3 separate regions of the Mus musculus genome follow, and all the other regions are linked to region 1. The links are chromatin contacts, called in public promoter capture Hi-C maps. All regions are on one chromosome and are shown on one strand. Each heading gives the region's core, a stretch centred on a gene start, on an enhancer-like site or on the middle of the called end of the contact. The rest is flanking DNA. Distances are from core to core; before and after follow the strand shown. Region 1 holds the start of Amd1 (S-adenosylmethionine decarboxylase 1). Region 2 holds the start of Afg1l (AFG1 like ATPase). Region 3 holds the start of Snx3 (sorting nexin 3).

Evidence for each region. Promoter capture Hi-C pulls out the DNA fragments that hold promoters and counts their contacts.
Region 2: a promoter capture Hi-C map of liver shows a contact between it and region 1, with 7 times the contacts expected there. The contact joins the promoter of Afg1l here to the promoter of Amd1 in region 1. A contact is called at or near these places in 2 of 39 promoter capture datasets (the C10 cell line and liver).
Region 3: a promoter capture Hi-C map of hippocampal neurons shows a contact between it and region 1, with 3 times the contacts expected there. The contact joins the promoter of Snx3 here to the promoter of Amd1 in region 1. A contact is called at or near these places in 4 of 39 promoter capture datasets (hippocampal neurons, liver and pre-B cells), 1 of 484 Hi-C or Micro-C datasets (olfactory sensory neurons) and 1 of 9 other capture datasets (adipose tissue).

What each region holds. Positions count from the first base shown.
Region 1 is chr10:40,300,853-40,303,714 of GRCm38.p6, forward strand. It overlaps Amd1 (S-adenosylmethionine decarboxylase 1), which reads right to left and starts at 1,336. Exons shown (of 8, transcript NM_009665.5): 1 at 897-1,336. The coding sequence starts at 1,006.
Region 2 is chr10:42,477,281-42,480,014 of GRCm38.p6, forward strand. Afg1l (AFG1 like ATPase) reads right to left here and starts at 1,285. Exons shown (of 13, transcript NM_145743.2): 1 at 983-1,285. The coding sequence starts at 1,121.
Region 3 is chr10:42,500,660-42,503,623 of GRCm38.p6, forward strand. Snx3 (sorting nexin 3) reads left to right here and starts at 1,395. Exons shown (of 4, transcript NM_017472.4): 1 at 1,395-1,833. The coding sequence starts at 1,672.

The DNA of each region.
Region 1 (2,862 bases), core at 86-2,585:
CCATTGGTCCACACCCTGGGGCCAGGCTCCGGAGGGGCCCAGGAGCTCATTGGTCCGCCTCTCAATGAACCGGACCACGCCGGTTCCTCCGCCACTCTAGTCCCATTAGTGCGCTTCGGAGCACGGCGGAGCCCGGGTACCGGCCACCAAAGCGGGAGGCTGGTGTCACCGCCGCCGGGTCCATGCATCCTCAGTGTCATCCGCGCTTCAATGCTCGACTCTCCCAGCGAGGTCACTAGCAACTCTCCGCACCACCTCCCGTGTCGGGTGTGAGCAGGGGGCCCGCAGGTCTCCTTTGCTCCAGCTTAAGGCATTAAGTAAAATAGATCTTCGGGCTGACAGGCTTGTACCCCGGGAAGCAGGCAAACCCTCCAGCACCCCGCTGCGCTCTCCCGGACTTCGCCTCCGTAACAGGTTACACAGCCCAAGGTCAGGAGCCTCCCGGGCAAAGCCCGCGGAGGGTCCCGAGGCGCCCCGCTCTGCTGCAGGGCACGTCCGGGCGTCGGCGGGGCCCGGCACTGCGACACGGCCGCTCCCGCCCAATCCCGCCGCCCGAGCGAGCGCCACGCGCGGCCGCCTACCCCGCGGCGGGAGGCCTGCTGGTCGCCCCGCGGCCCAGGCCCACCCAGCTCGTGCTCCGCCCGCCCCTCACCCAGCCACACCTGCCGGAGGGCCGCGTGCCCCCCGCCGGAGCCCGTCAGCCCAGCCCCGCCGTCCGCCGGGGACGTTACCTGAGCACGCGGCCGCGCCGGCCTCCTCCCCTCCCCCAGGCGGCGCAGGCGGCCCCGCAACGGCGGCGGGAGAAGCCAGTTCCCGCCCGCCGACCTGGCCCCACCTGAGGCCGCGACTCGTGCCTCGCAGTCGGCGGCGAGCCGCCCTCAGGCCCAGGCACCCACCTTGGGATGGTACGAAGATCCCCAGATCCCTGGCTTGCGTCGGACTGCTGTCTGGAAAACCAGACCTCCAGCAGTTTCTCCGTCCCTTCGAAAAAATGTGCAGCTTCCATCACCGTGAGACTAGCGAACAACCAACAACCACAGAAAATCAACTAAATTAAATCTCTTCTCCCGCCGCTCCTGCCGCCGCTGCGGATTGTTCCAGCTGTGTTACTAAAGTTCAGGTTCCTTTTTTTTTTTTTTTTGCTATAATTTTATATTAACTTTTTTTTAAAAAAAGGACTAATAAAATTTTCCCGGCTATTTTCGTGAGCGAAAGTTGAACGTGAGTCTGTTGGAAATAGAGGCAGATACAGTTCAGTCTCTTGTAGTCCGCTGCTTTCCCGTTAGGAGAGTTGAGCGAGCGCTAGCTAATGTCGCCGGCCATACTGTGTAAGCGAGGGTTCTGCGTGAGCGCAGACCTTATATAAGCATCCTCCCCGACAGGCCAGGAAGTGACGCCATCGCCCCGCCCTCAGGGCCTCATAGGGACCGCTTCGTGTCAGTCAAACGTCGCCGAACGCCGGCTGGCTGGCGGTGGGCCCACGGGGAGTGCAGGGGACTACCAGCTTGGTTGCAGATGGAGCTGCCGCTGTCCCTTGAGCGGGAGACCGCTCTGTTGTCCGGCTGGGGACTTGGGAATCTGGGATTACTTGTGGAGCTGGTGGGGAGAGCGGGAGACAGGCGAGGCTGTCCCACGCTGCACACAGCTGGTTAGCAGAAAACAGGAGGGAGTCTGGAGGGGTGTCGCGGGGCTCGGCGGGGGCGGTGGCCACTGCTGGGTTGGCGTAGTGCTTTGATCCTGTGCGGTTTCTCGTTTCAAGCCGAGGTGGTTTTTGGCTTTTTAAAAAAAATTTTTTTAAACCATTTTTTCACGTGTTTCCACGAGACGAACGCAGCCTAGGCAATAAAATTGTCAGTGACGTACGTGTGGCCCGGGGTCGGATTGGAATGCGCTTTAATTCTGCTTGTGCTTTATCTGATGTGGGAATGAAGGCAGTTCTCCACGGGTTTACACAATAGCCAGAAGCGTCGTCTTCCTATTTCAAAAGAGAAAAGAGAAAAGCAACGTGGCGCCCAGCCTTGGAGGGCTCCGGCGCTATCTACCCCCCACCGTGTGCCTAGCCTAGCTTAGGAGTTGGCCGCCTTCCAGCAGACACCTATCAACCCGTACTCCATTAGGTCAACTGGTGGATATTTAGTTTGCAAAACTTCCTAGGAACTAGCTTTATTAAGTATAATACGAGGTTATTTGATATTTTTCTTAGGCTATTCTTAAAGGGGTGAACTAATTGAAAGTATTCCTCACAACCACCAGTACCACGCAAATTTACAAATTTGCCTAAAATTGCCTAAATGCCTAAAAAGGATCTTCGCGAGTATATAATAATAATGTAAATGGGTAGCAAAGAGTTTTCACTAATGATAATCTAAAGTATAAATTAGGGGTCAAATCCAAGTAGGATTTTGTTTTGTTTTTTTTTTCTTCTGCTATCTTCCTTTATTTATATTTGCAGTATGAAACACAAGCTCTGCACACATACTTGCACACTCACACCAGCCTGGGGGAGGGAGCTGGGACAAGGCCACTTTCTTTCTTTCTTTTTTTTTTTTTAATCTTAAGAAGCAAAAGATGTTAACAAAGTTATTAGTTACTTGGAAACACTGGGGGAAAGTCACCAAGCTCATAAAATTAAAAATGATTATAGTCACAAGACAAAGGGACCGTCTCCTATTATCCCTAGAGAAATCCACTGCAACTGTTGAAATTTGATTCATACATACCCTGAAGACGAGCTCTTGTCTTACAAGAGCATGGATTCACATGTCTCTATGAAATTTGTTGAGAAAGAACCCGTGTGATGAGGTAGATACGTATATTGCTTTTGCCATGTTTTTAAAAGCATCCAACTCAAACTAGGGATAA
Region 2 (2,734 bases), core at 35-2,534, 2.2 Mb after region 1:
GGTACTTCCCCTCTGCCATATGGGTCCTAGGGATTGAACTCAGGCTTGATAGCAAGGCCCTTTGCTAAGTGGGCCATGTAAAGCTCACAGTCTGGTATTTATTTCAATGACTGAGGGGGGAAAAAAACCTATCTTGAGACGATGAGAATCGGCATTTGCATATATATACTCTGTTAAATTATATCCGATTTTGAAGGTATATAAAGAAGCTCTTGGAGATGAGGAAAGGTGACTGAGGAAGACCATGAGAATAACGTCGTTCATTTGAAAATATCTGCTCATCAGACACCAATCACCATCCTACGTGCCAAGGAAATAAGGACACAGGGTTTGCTGTCTTTTGAGAAACCAGTCCAGTGAAGAGAGGTAAAATTAGCACTTCTGGGAAAGAGCAGCAGGAGGTTCTCAAGTTCGTGGCCAGCCTGTACCACACAGTGAGACCACGTGATTGTAATTTGGCTAACCACTCATTCACAGACACATGACAGTAGAACGAAAGAATCGAAGGTCAGGGGCAAAACAGATAAATGACAGACAAACAGACAAAGTGATGCCCTAGGAATTTAAGACTGCATCGAGAAAATGGGCGGGGAGGGGGCATAGGGTCCCTGACTGACATGACCATTAAGTCCATCACCAGCCTTAAGAGCCCAGATGGGTTGGGGTGAAAGGCTCCCCACACACCAACCCCATCTTGCTTACCCCCATCCCTCCAAGCCGGGCTCTTGCACACCTGCCCTCTCCAGGCCTGGGTTACCTGGGGAAGAACTGGGTTGGCCTCTGACCCTCAAATGGAAGTTACTCTGGGCAGCTGCCTGAGGCGCTCAGCGCTCTTTGGGGCAACGAGATGCAAAAGGTCAATAGACACGAACTCGTCTCTAGGATCCTTACAACTTGTGAAGCCACGGGTGCAGCTGGGAGGGATCAGACAGTGGGGTGACCCCAGGGCCTTGCGCGGCCCGCTCGTGACACGGTCACTGACCTTTCCACAGGGGTTTCCCAGGGCCAGGGGCCGGAGGAGGGATTGCGACGACCCGCGCCCCGCACCCAACACCTCTCCCAGTCAGCCGGCTGCGCGCGGCGGAGCGCAGAGTAACCAAGGGCGACCAGGAGGCCGCCATCTTGAGCTCCGTACAGGGAGGAAAACTTTATTGTAACCCAGAAGACGCGACGGAGCAGCCGGGTGCTGTGGCGCTCCAGGAGGCCACGCCTGAAAATGAGAGAGCGTTAAAGAGAGATGACCTCAAGCTTAGAAAGGCTGCAACGCCTGCCCTTCACGCCTTCCGGTGGGCCTTGGGACTACAAGTCCCGAGAGGCCTCGCGCCTTGAGGGGGCGTGTCCTGACAGTCGCGGGTGCGCCCCACCCCGCTGAGAGGCGGCTAGAACCAACTCTCCACCCCGCCCCCACTGAAACCCTAGTTCTCCAGGCCTGAGAAACCAATTGTAGCTTGTAGTAATAATCGTGAACCTTCTAAGACCGCATAATATGAAGGTGACCAAGAGGTATATATTATACCTCGTCCAATCTGCTATAATATAGCCTCAATTTACTTTTCTTTCGGTGTCCAACGTGTCTCTGAAGGGTACCTGAAATGTGTTTCTGCCACTTTCTGTTTGAGCTGTTGAGTAATAGAAATTATCTTCTATATAGCACATGTTTTCATGCTTTGAAGAAGCTTATAAGTGGGACAGGAAAGCCAAAGGGCCCAGACTGACAGCTGGTGGATGTGGCAGTCATGGGATGGTGTGACCACTTGAATTTGCGACTGCCCTCATTTGAGGCTGGCGACCCTTTGGCTAGATGAACGCTGCAGCTAAAGACAATAGTGGGATCAAGGAGAGAGCACTGTTGTGGAGGAGTACGGAGATTATATTTTTGTCTAGGTGTGTGTGTCCTATATTGAAAGCGATTCTTCTGGAGGCCAGAAGTGGGCATTGATCCCCCCAGAGCTGGCTGAGATTAAAGGCAGCTGTGGGCCACTCAACGTGGGTGCTACGAACCAAACCCTTGTCGGCTGCATAAGTTACACATTATTTAAACAGTTGAGCCACTTCTCTAGTCCATACAAGATTAACTTTTAACAAAAGACAAAGACCTTCCCAGGGGTTGTCGGGTGGTGTTCAGCTGATAGAGTGTTTGCCTAGTTAGCAGGAAGCCCAAGATTCACCAGTCTGGGAAGAAAAAGCACAAACAGCAATCCTAGCATTTGGGAAATGTAGACAGCAGGGTTAGAAGTCCAACTACATAGTTACATCCTTAAAAATAAATAAAACAACAACAACAACAACAAAAAAGTAAACCCTTCAACCGTGGATCATATCTAAAAGACCTGAACATTTAGCTGGGAATTATGGAAAACAAGAAAGTCTAGCATTCCTAGGAAGGAGGAAACAAAGTTTCAATTGTGTGACCAAAAAAGAGAACACTAAGAAGAATTCCAGGAAACCAAATTGTGGTCACCAGAAGAGGAATTCTGAAGAAACAGGAAATGGAAGGTGTAGTATGGCAGAGTAACTTCAAGCCTTTTCTCTGCTAATATGTCAAAGTATGTACCCACCCCGATGGGACTGAAGATAGTCTAAAGAGACACTTGTGTCTTCTTTCCCTTTGGCTATTGCACTACTGAAACAATGGCCCTAAGAAATCAAACTGCTCCCAAGAATCCCACGCTGGGACAAGGAAAAGGTTGAAGCCTGGTGCCAACCAGAAAAGGGAGAAGCTGGGCTCCCGGAA
Region 3 (2,964 bases), core at 145-2,644, 2.2 Mb after region 1:
TTTTCAGATCTGTATTCTCCTGTACTCTGGAAATAAACTAACTTTGGAACTTGCTAGCTTTATGGTTGTGCTACACTGCTGTTTTTGTAGGCTGACTTGAAGGGACTCTAAGGTCACGTGACGCTGCCTAGGCCACGTAATGGCTTTGTTCAGGTATTGGGTTGACAACCGGATGCACTAGCTCCTGGTATCCTGGTTCTTGGCACTCCCCTATCTTCCTGTCTCCCTTCAGCTTCCTGAGTCTTTCCCTGGTCCTTTTTTCCATTTTGTATAAAGGCTTCTCTAAGTAGCATTCCAAGTACAATTTGAGATTTACCGCTTAAAAACAAAACACATTTACCAGGATTTGTGGGAAACAAGAGTGGCCGCTTACCCAGACAGGGTTCCCGGCCTTCATCTTGTCTTTCTTATTTTGCTTTCTTATTTCAGGGGCCAGACCAGTCTTTAGGCACTGTTTGACCTTAGTTTGAGCTTATCAGGTTTAAAAAATTCCACTCCCTTATTTACTGCTTCGAATCTATCAGTGTAGAACAGGGTGACCTTGAAACTTCTGAGTCTCAGCCTTCTGAGTGCTGGCATTACATTATGCCGGGATTAATGTCCTTCTTGGGGACTGGACCCAGGACTTTATGAATCCTAGGCAATCAATCTACCAACTGAGTTACATCATCATTTTTTGTTTGTTTTTTGAGGGCTACTGTGTAGCCCTGGCTGTCAACTCACTCTGTAGACCAGTGGCCTAGAACTCAGAAATCCCGCCTGCCTCTGCCTCCACCACGCCTGGCTAAAAAGCCTTTTGTTTTGTTTTGGTTTTGTTTTGTGTTTTTTTCAAGACAGGGTTTCTCTGTATAGCCCTGGCTGTCCTGGAACTCACTTTGTAGACCAGGCTGGCCTCGAACTCAGAAACCCGCCTGCCTCTGCCTCCCAAGTGCTGGGATTAAAGGCCTGCGCCACCACCGCCCGGCTCTCCCTTGGTTTTTAAAGATAAGGTCTCATGTAGCCCAGGCTGGCCTCGAGCTCCTGATTCTCCGCTCTCCATTTGCCAAAGGTCAGGATTACAGATGTGTACTGATTCATTTGAGACGTTTATTAAAGGTTTCTAGAAATGAATTTCCAGGGATCACAGTGATGCACTGGATTGGCTGTCTTACAGCATAGGCAGTTTTGTCTCCTCCCTGCCGTCCCAACGACTGCCTTCACTGCGCCAGAACAGCTAAAATCGTTTCCGGAGTCCCTCCCCGCAGAGAAGCTGGGTCAGAAAAGCCGGAAACCCACACCTCCTCCCCAGAGCTCCCCTACTACGCCTGCGCGTCACTCGGCGGCGGCGCGCTCGCCCGAGGCATTGTGGTTATTGTAGTCTCCCCATATCCTTGGCGCCCACAGTCCCGTGACGCCGCCGCGCCTCAGCCCCACCCCGCAGTGTCCCTCGGGGCCGCCGCGGGGCCTGCGAACCGGGCGCGGCGTTCAGGCCAGTCAGCTGTTTCTCCCTGGGCAGAGGGCGGAAGCCCGAGCAGCCTGGGGCGGAGCTTCGCGCGGAACGAACGCCCACCCGTCCTACGTGCTCGTTCGTCTCCGTTCGCTGCGCGCGAGCCGGGAGTCCCCGCGGCGGGCGGCGGTGGCGTTGGCGGAAGGCGGTGGAGAGAAGCCCGCGGCTGCCGCGGCGACAGCGAAATGGCGGAGACGGTAGCGGACACCCGGCGGCTCATCACCAAGCCGCAGAATCTGAATGACGCCTACGGGCCGCCCAGCAACTTCCTCGAGATCGACGTGAGCAACCCGCAGACCGTGGGGGTCGGCCGGGGCCGCTTCACCACCTACGAGATCAGGGTCAAGGTGAGGCGTCCGCCCCTCTCCCGCATCCCTCGCTCCGGGGCCGCCAAGTCCCGCCGGACCCCGGCGCGGGGCCTTGAGGTCTCAGCGGCCGCCCAGGCCAGACGCCCCTGCGAGGCAGCTTGTCTGCGGGCGGAGGCGTGAGCCAGGGTTTCGCTCGCTCTCCGTGGACAGTTTGTATGGGGACCAGCTCGCTGGCTCCGGTAGAAGGTGCTGGAAGACGAGGGCGTGGGTTGAGCTCTGCTAGCCGAGATCTCAGGCAGCTGATCTGGGCTTGACATTTGAGTTGAAGAGGTAGATCTTTCGAGAACACTGTTCTCCGAAAAGAGAGCTAGGTGTGACTGAGGAAGAAAGGGGGAGGGGGGCGTGTGTGCGCAAAGTTGAAGCCCTCTCTCCCTCCCTGTCTCTTTTTTTTTTTTTTCCTGGACGCTTACCAAGACGTAGTGAAGCCAAGCTTAGCTGCTCTTTCCAGGCCTGTCTCAAGCTACAGTAAGAGTATCCTGGGCCGTACACGTCTGTGAGCAGAACTTGATGGCGAGTTCACGGGAGCGCGTCAGATTTTTGTGGTAGGGCTCAACCAAGCGGTTAGCAGCGATGAGAAATGGTTGACCTTAGCATGCTTGGCTGTCCTGCTGAAGGCCTAGGTGTGTGGAATGTCATCTTCCTCAGTGTCCAAAAAAGCAACTGCCCGGGACTAGGGAACCCTACTCATCTAAGTGTCTGGCTTTAGCTTTTTCACTTCAACTGAAAAAAGGAATAGGGTGAAGTAGAAACGTACTCTTAGAATCCCATAACTAATGGGGTTTTGGCAGTAAGTAATTTAGATGATTCGAGGGACACTAAATGAAAGTACTGCTTTTTTTACTCTGTAGAGCAGGATGGAAGGGTTTTTCCACATTTGAAAAAAAAACTTATTAAATTAATTCATTGCTAAAAATTAAATATTAAATAGTAACCATGAGAATTTTGGCCTTAGAGGACTCATGATCATTGTTAACATTAGCCTTTTTTTTTTTTTTTCGAGACAGGGTTTCTCTGTATAGCCCTGGCTGTCCTGGAACTCACTCTGTAGACCAGGCTGGCCTCGAACTCAGAAATCCGCCTGCCTCTGCCTCCCGAGTGCTGGGATTAAAG